Linked DNA regions of Mus musculus: region 1 is linked to region 2. A link is a contact called in public HiChIP or PLAC-seq data. All regions are on one chromosome and are shown on one strand. Each heading gives the region's core, a stretch centred on a gene start, on an enhancer-like site or on the middle of the called end of the contact. The rest is flanking DNA. Distances are from core to core; before and after follow the strand shown. Region 1 holds the start of Shisa7 (shisa family member 7). Region 2 holds the start of Lilra5 (leukocyte immunoglobulin-like receptor, subfamily A (with TM domain), member 5).

Evidence for each region. HiChIP or PLAC-seq counts read pairs in DNA pulled down with a chosen protein or histone mark.
Region 1: a contact with region 2 is called in an H3K4me3 HiChIP or PLAC-seq map of bone marrow-derived macrophages, with 4 times the contacts expected there. The contact joins the promoter of Shisa7 here to the promoter of Lilra5 in region 2. A contact is called at or near these places in 1 of 39 promoter capture datasets (cranial neural crest) and 1 of 115 datasets of contacts at active chromatin or transcription factors (bone marrow-derived macrophages).

What each region holds. Positions count from the first base shown.
Region 1 is chr7:4,841,413-4,846,669 of GRCm38.p6, reverse strand. It overlaps Shisa7 (shisa family member 7), which reads left to right and starts at 1,974. Exons shown (of 6, transcript NM_172737.4): 1 at 1,974-2,065. Isoc2b (isochorismatase domain containing 2b) reads left to right here. Exons shown (of 6, transcript NM_026158.2): 6 at 1,305-1,710. The coding sequence ends at 1,400. It overlaps Gm36127 (a long non-coding RNA gene), which reads right to left. Exons shown (of 2, transcript XR_881804.2): 1 at 4,674-5,257; 2 at 1,685-1,887.
Region 2 is chr7:4,234,120-4,239,405 of GRCm38.p6, reverse strand. It overlaps Lilra5 (leukocyte immunoglobulin-like receptor, subfamily A (with TM domain), member 5), which reads right to left and starts at 1,652. Exons shown (of 6, transcript NM_001081239.2): 1 at 1,615-1,652; 2 at 1,428-1,463; 3 at 986-1,270; 4 at 542-847. The coding sequence starts at 1,648.

The DNA of each region.
Region 1 (5,257 bases), core at 725-3,224, 610 kb before region 2:
GAACAGACACCATGACCAAGGCAACTCTTATAAAGAACAACATTTAATTGGGCTGGCTTACAGGTTCAGAGGTTCAGTCCATTATCATCAAGGCAGGAGCATGGCAGCATCCAGGCAGGCATGGTGCAGGAGGAACTGAGAGTTCTACATCTTCATCTTAAGGCTGCTAGGAGAATACTGCTTCCAGGAAGCTAGGGCTGTGTTTCCCTCAGTCCAATAATTGTAGCTGAGTGTGGCCAATACTGTCAGGTTGGGGAGGAGAGGGAGGAGGGAGCCTGGGCCACGTCTTAGGAAAGATTTGGCGTTTCACAATAACCGAGCCATTGTCTCTTTCTCTCTCACATACATTTACATACCCACATAAACATGTACGTACACACACACACACACACACACACACACACACACGCAGTCTGCAGAGTACTTGTCTAGCTTTGGCAAGGCCCTGGGTTCTATCCCAACCAAATCAACATCAACAAAGAAATAAAACTCATGTGGGGAGAGTGCTGTCCTCTGCCGCAGATCGTGCGCGCGCAGGTTAGGAGTCAGCTCCCTTTTAGAGAAGTCTACATCCATGCTTTGGTGTTTATCTTCTTACCAGGAAATTCCATAGACTACTGGGGCCACAAGCAAGAGAAAAAGCACCTCTCTTTGTTCCTAAACTCTATATTAAAATATCTTTAATAAACCTCAACTATGCTTCATTGAGAAAGAAAGAGTACAGGAGCTGGCCACCATCAAATTGGTGAATAGTCAAAAGATTACATTATGTGGCCTGGGACAAAGAAGGGAAACCAACAAATCCCATAAACAGTGGTGGGGTTTAACCAGGGAAGAGAAGTGGAGGTGCAGGATTTGCATTTTTTGGTATAATTTTCTGGAGATAAACTTGGCTGGACTGTTTGATTGCCAGTAATGTGGTTGATTATTCTTGTTCCACCAAGAGAGAGTTGTGTAAATTCGTTGAGAGTTCATGAGTTCGTTGGGTCTGTGTGTGGGAGAGCTGAGAGCTAAAGGAATGACCCAGGAAAGATGAGACTAGTGAAGAAGATGGACATGGAGGTAGACAAGATAACCCAAACCATCTGCTCTTAGTGGTCCCAAGGCAAGAGCATACCAAGATGGCGGGGAACAGCTCAACCAGGCAAGTGTGAGGGAGAGGTCACCTGGAAAACAGGAAAAAGAAGTAGTTGACTGGAGAAGCGATGCTGTCAGAATAAGGGAGATCAAGATGAAGAGGTGCTCCTCAGATTCTCTATTCCGGAGATAGGGCTTCTTCACTTCCTCATCTCCTTTGCCTGCAGATTCAGAAGATCCTCAAGGAGCCAGTCACAGACATCGGACTGTTAGGCTTCTTCCAAGGCAAGAAAAACTCCCTGTTGCCCAACTCCAGGACCTGACTTGAAGGAAGCACCCACCCTCCTTGTCACCCAGACGTTGATGGATGACTTTTCCTTCATCCATGGATCCCAAGAGTGGTGCAGTCCGCCAGGAGAACCGCCCCCGTGGGAGAGGAGGCGTGGTTCTGTCTTCCGATTGGGCAGCTGGTCCCGGAAATGCAAATGAAATTCCTTGATGCTGGGTGGGAATTGGTTTAGAGAAAGGTGGAGGTGGGGCTGGGCCCCGGGCCACTTCACGAAGCGGGAAAAGGAGGGGGAACAAATGTCACAACTGGGACCCTGTCTCGGAGAATAAACATTTATGTGACTGAGGACCGAACCATTATTGGGTTTAGGGGGCATCACGGGGGCTACAAGGGTCTGTGGGAGGAAGAAAGTGGGGTCTCCTCCAGGTGGGGTGGGGGAGGCGCCTCTCCAAGCTCCAAGCCGGCGCGAGACACAGGCGAGGGCTGGCAGCGGCCACATCTGCACTGGGGCCGGTGCGCATCTGCAAAAGAAAGAGCTGCCGGCCAGGGTCCCCACCACGCAGCCTGCCGCCCCCACCCCCATCAGCGCGCGCGCGCCCAGCCCCGCGGGCTGGCAGACACGCGCTCGCTCTGCCTACCCTGGCTGGCCCCCACGCTGCCACCCCCGATTCCCTGAAGGTCCCGCATCCGGAAAGTGAGGTGAGCGCATCCGTACCTGGTGAGGAGGGGTAAACTGAGGCACGGGGGAAAAAGAGGGATGGGGAGGAATGGACAAGTATGTGAATGGATGGGATGGACAGTTGCTGCTCCGTGGTCCTTACTCGCCCAAGACGCAGAATTCTGCAGCCCCTTGGAGATCAGAGTGTTCAAACTCTACAGACGCCCCTCCGCCTCCACCGCGTCAAACCCTCACCCGAGATTCGCAGACTCCATCCCCAGCCTGGGGGCCTTTGAAGGCATCCCGTGTCCACCAGAGATGCAAGGACCAGTCCAACCCCATTGACAATCAAACTCACCCACCGCCGCCGCAGATCCTAGCAGCCCAGCCCCCTCCCACAAGTTACCTAGCCCAGTACACCCTCCCCGGGGACCTAGGAGTTCCATCCATCCTCCGGAGCCCCTTGGGACACGGGCGTCGGAGCCCCGGCCCCCGCGTTCCGGTTCCAGGTGTCCCCTCCGCACACCCAGCCCGAAGCCTGCGTCTCGAGGCCGCGCTCGCGTCGCCATGGCAACGGGAGTCTATTTTGCGCTGGGAACACACAGCTCCCTCCGCAGCGCCCCCCACCCACTCTGCTCAAGAGTGAGGGGCTCAAAGGGCGGGGAACAGTGCAGTGATGAGAATGAGACACTTAGAAGGGACAGAATCCCGGGACAGACAAGCAGAGATTGAGAGAGCCCCTGACAGAGGAACTGGGTGTGGAAATTACAAGGAGGCTACAGATCCAGGCGGGGGAGGTTGGGGATGGAGGGCCCAGACAGAGATCCGGACAGAGCCCTAGACAGACGCAGAGATGCAGAGGAACAGAAACCCGACGGCAGAGCCAGGTTAGAAAGAGAGAAGACAGCCGGCTGCACGTAGGCAGGGGGCCTAAGAAGAGAATGGACGGAGACTCTAGGCAGGGACCCCAGACAGCCCAGACAAAGTAGCGCTGCATGTGGTATCCACGCTATCCTTAGCAGGCAGGGATTTGGGGGTCTTTCCCAGCGCCACAGTAGCCAGGACCTGCTACTCTCCTCTCCCTCCTTCTACAGGTCCCCAATCTTGCCTGCTTTCCGCATTCCCACCTCAAACCGACTTCCTAATCCCTGAGATTCCTAGGAACCCCTTCCACATGCTCCTACCCCCTTCCCTGATCTGTGCCCCCACCACCACCTCCTCAGCCGCCACCTGCAGACCCCACTCGGGCCATTTTAGACTTTATTGGTTGTGCCCTCCCCATCCCTAGATCTCACTTCTCTCGCTGTCTTTTACTTCCCCTCCCAATCCCAGGGCCTCTGTTTCTCTCTCTGGGTCTCCTACTCTCTGTGTCTCAGCCTCTGTCTACTTTCCATCACTAACCCATCCTTCTGGTACCACCTTCTGCGGGTTTCTGTCTCTTCCCTGACTATCTCTGTCTTCCTCTTTTCGTCTGCGTTCCCCTCTTCCTGGATCCTGTTCCTCCGTCCCTTTCTCGGCTCTCAGGCGTCCTCACCACGCCTCCCCCCACCTGCTGCTGTTCTCTGCAAGGACCCTCGGGAGGCACTCCGATCCACCCAGCCCAGCCCACTTCTGACATCCTAGCCAGCATTCTCCACCCCCAGCTGGCAGGGATGGGATAGGACTTATTGGGGGCTTGCTTTTCCGAGGCTGGCTCTTTTTCTCTGTAACACCTTGTGTCATTCAAGTCCTGAGCTGGATTTGAGAACCAAGCAAGGTGCAACCGAAGGAAGAACCTGGGTTTTGGGCCTCCTTTCCCACCCACCCCCTCAGGCTGTGGAGGAGGACATTGCCTTGTGAGTGAGAACTAGAGGTCGGGGGCGGTGTAGGGCTGGGGCGGAGTAGGAGATGGGGCGGGGAGGGGGCGGGGCAGGAGTTCTCACATGCCAGTTGCAGATTCTGCGCAGCTGGGCCAGAGTGTGATTGCACCTATAGGGCTGCATGACAGAGCTCGGATGAGCGAGGACGCCTGCCTGCCTGCCCGCCAGCCCAGTGCAGGGAGCTGGTATAGAGATGTAATGTTTGTGGTATGCCTTAACATATGAGCCTTGAACACTGATGGTTAAAATATGTACAAATGTTTATATGTCCGTGTGGAGTGATTATGTGTATGTGCGCGCACACACGCACTCACACATATGTTCTCGAAGGGTGTATAGGCGCATCACCAGACTGACACCGAGTGCCCTTGCTTTGAGGCTGCAGTTTAGCTGCTCTGTGGTCTGTGTCAAGTATCAGTGCTGTTGTGAGTCTGAGCAGTCCTGTGTGAGAAAAATAGAGAACTGGTCCCCTTGTCTCCAGTGTCTGCACTGGGTGCTGCATCTGGTTGTCCTCTGTCAACTCACAGCCTTTGAGCAAGGGAGACAGCTGCCTTCCGCCCCATCAGCACAGATGGCTTCATTCTTCCAGCCAGATTGCCATTGTACTTGTCAGTACTCAAAGAATGAAGGGATCTCTATAGCTGCGTCTGCTACCCTCAGAAAACCTGGGTCTCTAGGTGTCTCACCTCCCTTGTCTGTGTGTGGGAGAAAGCCATCTAGACTAGGTTCACAGCCTAGCACAAGTCTGGTCACTGAAGGGCAATAAGACCCCTTAGAGCTTTGTTCTCACCTGAGGGCTGGGTATGTGAGTATCCACTTCCCATAGTTGCTTCACCCTTTTGCAAGATGTAGATGTCTTCCTGAGCATTTACATGCATCACGCTCCGGTCTGAGGGCTGTGGAGAGGCAGCAAAGATGTAGCTCAAATCATCCGCCTCCATGGACATTCTAGTTCTAGTCTAAGCATTGAGAGGCACACAGCAAGGCCGTGTGTGCATCCTGTGACAAACACACAAGAGCTTCAGAAGAAATCTAGCAGGGCAGAACCCCAACAGGTCAGGGGCTGCTTTGTGGCTTGCGGAGATAATAGGAGAGCGGTGCTGAAGGAAGGGGTGGAGGACTGCTTAGCTGAGATCTGCCAAACAAGGCAGCAGCAATTGCTAAGGGAAGAAAGGAGAGAGCTCTTGGGCGTGACCCCAGAAAGGTCTAGAGCAGTGGTTCTCAACCTGTGGCTCTCAAGCCCTTTGTGGGTCGCCTAAGATACCCACAAAGCACAGACATCTTTACAACATTACAGAGAAGAAGAAGGACTGGAAAGATGGCTCAGAGGTTAAGAGCACTGGCTACTCTTCTGAGTTCAACTCCCAGCAACCA
Region 2 (5,286 bases), core at 403-2,902:
CAGTTTTGAGTCTCTGAGTGGACCCACTGGACTCCTCAGTTATAATCAGGGTTTTCACAGTCATTAGGTACTGACCACTTGAAAGAGACGTTGTGTACACTATAGCATCTGGACCAGCCCCGGTAGGGGTCCAAAGGGAAGTTGGCCTTTAGAGCCCTGCTTGGTAAATAACAGGCCAGGGCTGTGGATGAGGTCACTTCCCTAACCCTTGGACAGAGAAGTCTTTCATAATAATCTATGTATAAACAACAGTTAGGTTCTCTCCAATGGAAAGATTGAGAGTTTGGACAAGTAAGCCGTGAGTGCTTTTGAGGCAGCCCTAGGGAGAAAATGGCCTGAGGGATCAAAGAGCTGCCACCTGTCAAGCACCACCCCACCCTCCATATTCTACCTGCAAGTGCCAGTACTCCTCCTAATCTGGGGCTCCAGTTCAGTTTCTCTTATCCTCTTACTTCCTGGGACTCCCTTAGGAAAAGCAAAATTCTTGGCAATGAACTTATGCTGTCAACCACTAACTGAGTTAATGTTGGAGCTTTCTCACCTGACACATGTATTTCCAAGAGATCGCTGGGTTCCGACCACACCTGGGGGCTGTTGACATGATAGCCGTAACATCTGAATATCCACCTTTGACTGGGGGTCACGGGGCCCACAGTAAATAGGCCCTGGAATTGCCCCGTAGAGTTTATAAACTCTGATTCCTGGATCAAGGACCACTTCTGTTCTCCTTCCTTGGTCAGAACAAACCTGTTAAATCCCAGTGTTGAGACACACTGAAGGGTTACAGTCTCCCCTGAATTCACAACATTGCTGGGCTGGGTGGACAGGCTGGGTTTACTATAGAGTCCTAGAAGAGAAAGTTGTAGCGTGTTAAGTGGGACTATCCAGGCTGCATTGCCTTCCAGTGTTGAGCTGTGAGACAGGACACTCTTGAAAGTAGACCCCTTTCCTGAGGTGCTTAGCTTGGGACTGAGTGTTCTCTCACCTGTCACTGCAAGCTCTAGAGGGTCACTGTGCTCTGACCACCCAGTGGGGGTCTTATAGTAACAGCGATATATCCCCCCAGATCGTTGTTCAATTGATGGGATCAAGAACTGAGCTTTGTTTGTGGTCTTCGGAGTGTTCCGTGTGCGCCAAGGATGTGGACCCCCCTCTTTATAAAGACGGTATTCCCGGGCCCCTGTGGTCACCTCACATGAGATGGTCACCTGCTTCCCTTTGGCAACCACCAATCCTGGCTGAACACTAAGGGTTGGCTTGTGCGGATTCCCTGCAAAGAAATGAGGGAAACAGTCATACAATATCGCCCCTCGATCTCAGCCTTCAGCTCTAGTACCCCTTCCCTGGTATCATCTGATGTTCTCGAGCCCCACTGAGCGGGGGAAGCTTCAGTTCCCGAGTGAGGAGCGATCTGGAGCAGTACTCACCTTCCGACATGGAGGTCTCTTGGCCCAGATTCAGCCCTAGAAGAGAATCCCCCATGAAAAGTTTGCCCCTAACACCTACCTAAGCGCTCTTTCGCTTCACTGGAATCTCTTAAACACCCTGAAGCTTCCTGATTGGCTAGAACCCGGCTGTATGGCCATTATTACCCTTCTCCTCTTCAAATCTTACCCAGACAGAGCACAGCTGTGAAGACGAAGGTCATGGCACTTTCTCTCAGTGGCTGCAATTGTACTTTTGGGAGAGACCACAGTGTCTGGCCAGATCGACAAATATCACAAAGTATGGGACGTTTAGAGAGGCGGGATTCCTAGAATCACATGATTACACAGAGGAACCTTCAGAGTACACACAGGAAGGGAAACAGCCCTCCTTAGGCAACTGCCTCTCATTTCCCCAGGACTGTGATTTGAATAAGCTCCAGAAATTCTTACAGATACGGTCATCTCGCTTAACCTCAATTATTAAGAGTGCAGCAGAAACAAAATACCTTTGTTACCTTCCTTTGCTGGCCCCTTCCAGCTGAGGGTGGCTAAAGATTGATCTTTCTCTCTTAAAAACTCCCCATAGAGAATCCACTCTTCCAGCTCATCCTTCCAAAGCTCTGGGGAGTCCTTACATAGATCAGTTATCTTGTAGCCATAAACATTCTTCTGGGATGATGCAGATTGATGTTCATGATGGGGGCAGAGTAGCAGGCACACTGAGCATTTAACTGTGCCCCTCACAGGGAGCTTCATTCTGGGGATGGGCATGGAGGGGAACACACAGAGATGGGGAAGGAAACATAGCTGTTCTTGTGGTTCTGGGAGTGGGTGTCACTGTCCCCTGAAGAACAGCCCCCAGCATAGACCTCACTTTCTTTTCTTACTAACATCATCTGCCTCCATCTCTCTGAGAACAATACTCAGAGCTGTTCCTTCCCTTCTCACTGTTTATGTTTTTTTCTGGGGCCGTGTTCTCCTTGCTGGAAGAAGGTTTGCTTTCTCCCTAAGACCTGCAAGTTAGTCATTGGTGGTGCCAGTTTGAAGACTAGCATCTCATCGCTAAGGTTCCACCTTTGGAGCCTGTTGTCAGCCTGTTGTTCACTACTCAGATTGAGCATTGAATTGTGCCATGGTGTCTGGGACATTCATGAGTTCATCCATCAAAAGCAAGTGTTTGGGGCATGAGAAGTTCATGCTGTTGTTGCATCGTTTAGGTGCTCACTAATGTGTGTGTGTGTGTGTGTGTGTGTCTGTCTGTCTTTCTCTGTTCCATGTATCTACACGTGGTCCATCATAATATGTGTGAAAACTTCAGATAGTCATGGTCAGGGGAAGAAAACGAGAATAAAAGATTCCTGAATGGAGAAGAACCCATTTCCTAGATCACAGGGGCAGGAAGTACAGTGGATGTGCCATCTTCGGAGTTCTGTATGGGAATTTGCTCTCCAAGTGGTAGGATCAGGAATTCTAGCAAAGACAGCCATCTGTGGTTCCAATCTCCTCGTTGCAGACAAGTGCTGGGATGTCTAAATTCATTATCCAAACCCCACAGTCAGCACTGAGCTCTATGAATACATAAGACAGATCTACTCCAGTATTTGTCACTGTGGTAGTTTGAATATGCTTGGCCCCATGGAAGGTGGCACTATTAGAAGGTGTGACCTTGTTAGAGTGGGTGTGGCCTTGTTGGAGGAAGTTTATCACTGTGAGGATGGGCTTTGGAGTTCTATGCTCAATCTCTGCCCAAGACAAAAGAGAGGCTCTGCCTGCCTGGCTGCCTGCCTGCCTGCTGAAGACAGTCTCCTCCTGGCTGCCTTTAGATCAAGATATAGAACTCTCATCTCCTCCAGAACCAAGTCCGCATGCATACTGTCATGCTTCCCACCATGATGATAATGAACTGAACCTCTGAAACTCTAGGCAAGCCACAATTAAATATTTTCTCTTATAAGACCTGTCTTGGTCATGCTGTCTCTTCTCAGCAATTGAAACCCAAACTAAGACAGTCACCCATGGTCATCCATCACATAAGTCTGAATGTGAGGGTCCCACTGAAGCCCTCCCTGACAGTCACAATTCTGAGCATATGCCAAGTGTAGAGAAATAGATACCACATTGCAGAGCTGATGAACAAGCTCCCTGAGCTTCCTGTTTTCTAGGTCAGACTAGAAGAAACCTTCTGTAGACAATCTGGGTCAGGAAAGGCAAGACTGCTAACAGGAATGAATAGAACAGAGAGCTAGAAGTAGGTAGGTATCATTTTAGTGAGAAGTTGTGGGTTGGAACCCTTCATTTAAAGTAGTTCTATTTAAGTGATAGAAGAGGCTGTGTTGGAGTGTGAGAGTCTGAGGGAGTATCAGGAAAGAAACTCCTCTATGCAGAACTCCACAAACACTGAAGATGAGGGACTGTTTTCCACTCTCCCCACCTCCACAGCATCACATGGATCCTATTAGTGGTAGATGGATCTGAGAACATCACCTTTCAACTCAACAAAACTATGCCAGTAATTCACTTCATAAACTTGTGCTTTGATCCACCTTTCTTGAAGAAGCTTCTTTTTGCAGTACGCTCATTCATAACTGATCAAAAGACAACAAGTAATTATAACTCCTTAACTCTGTATCACTTTTTCTACCAAGGCTTAGTGAACATCATGAAAGAGGAGTAGAAAGAATATAAAAGCCAGAGGATGGGGACGGGGGCTGTGAAATACTGTCTTATGAACATGAATAGCTGTTGTATACATAAACATATAGCAGCTGAGGTTACCTATACAAAATCCCTGTGTGTGTGTGTGTGTGTGTGTGTGTGTGTGTGTTTGTGTGTGTGTGTGTGTACTGTTGGCAGTTGATGGCTGCTGAACAAGAGATGGGATAAATCACTTTTCTTTAGAAGAATGGCCACTGCAAGGTTGTTCATGCCCTAGCGGATGACCCTATACACATGGACTAATTGGACTCCAGTAAGTTAATTACAAATTATATTAACTTAGCAGGAAATTGGGAGGAAATGTGATAAAAGGTTCAGGGATGGAGTCCAAGTAGAAGTATGGAAGTGATGGGTGGATATATGATCAATATAATTTGCATACATATATGAAATTGACAGACGGGTGAGGGTGTGGAATACAGAGGCCAGAAGTTTCTGGGACAGGCGAGAGCCAGAGACCTTCTGAGGCGGCACCATTTTCGGCTCCAAACAACCGGCCACCTTCCTGGCCAAAGCAACACAGCTTCTGGGAAAGATCCTGTTTTGGGCCTTCATCTTCAGCCAGGAGGAGGTCCAAACACCAGATAACTGTGCACCTTCCCTGAAAGAGGAGAGCTTGCCTGCAGAGACTGCTCTGACCACTGAAACTCAAAGGAGAGAGCTAGTCTCCCACGTCTGCTGATAGAGGGTAACAAAATCACCAGAGGAACAATCTCTAAACAAAGACAACTATAACAACTAACTCCAGAGATTGCCAGATGGCGAAAGGTAAATGTAAGAATCCTACTAACAGAAACCAGGACCACTCACCATCATTAGAACCCAGAACTCCCACTTTGCCCAGTCCAGGGTACCCTAACACACCTGAAAAGGTAGACCTGGATTTAAAAGCATATCTCATGATGATGGTAGAGGACATCAAGAAGGACTTTACTAACTCACTTAAAGAAATACAGGAGAACACTGCTAAAGAGTTACAGGTCCTTAAAGAAAAACAGGAAAACACAACCAAACAGGTAGAAGTCCTTATAGAAAAACAGGAAAACACATCCAAACAGATGATGGAAATGAACAAAACCATACTAGACCTAAAAAGGGAAGTAAACACAATAAAGAAAACCCAAAGTGAGGCAACGCTGGAGAT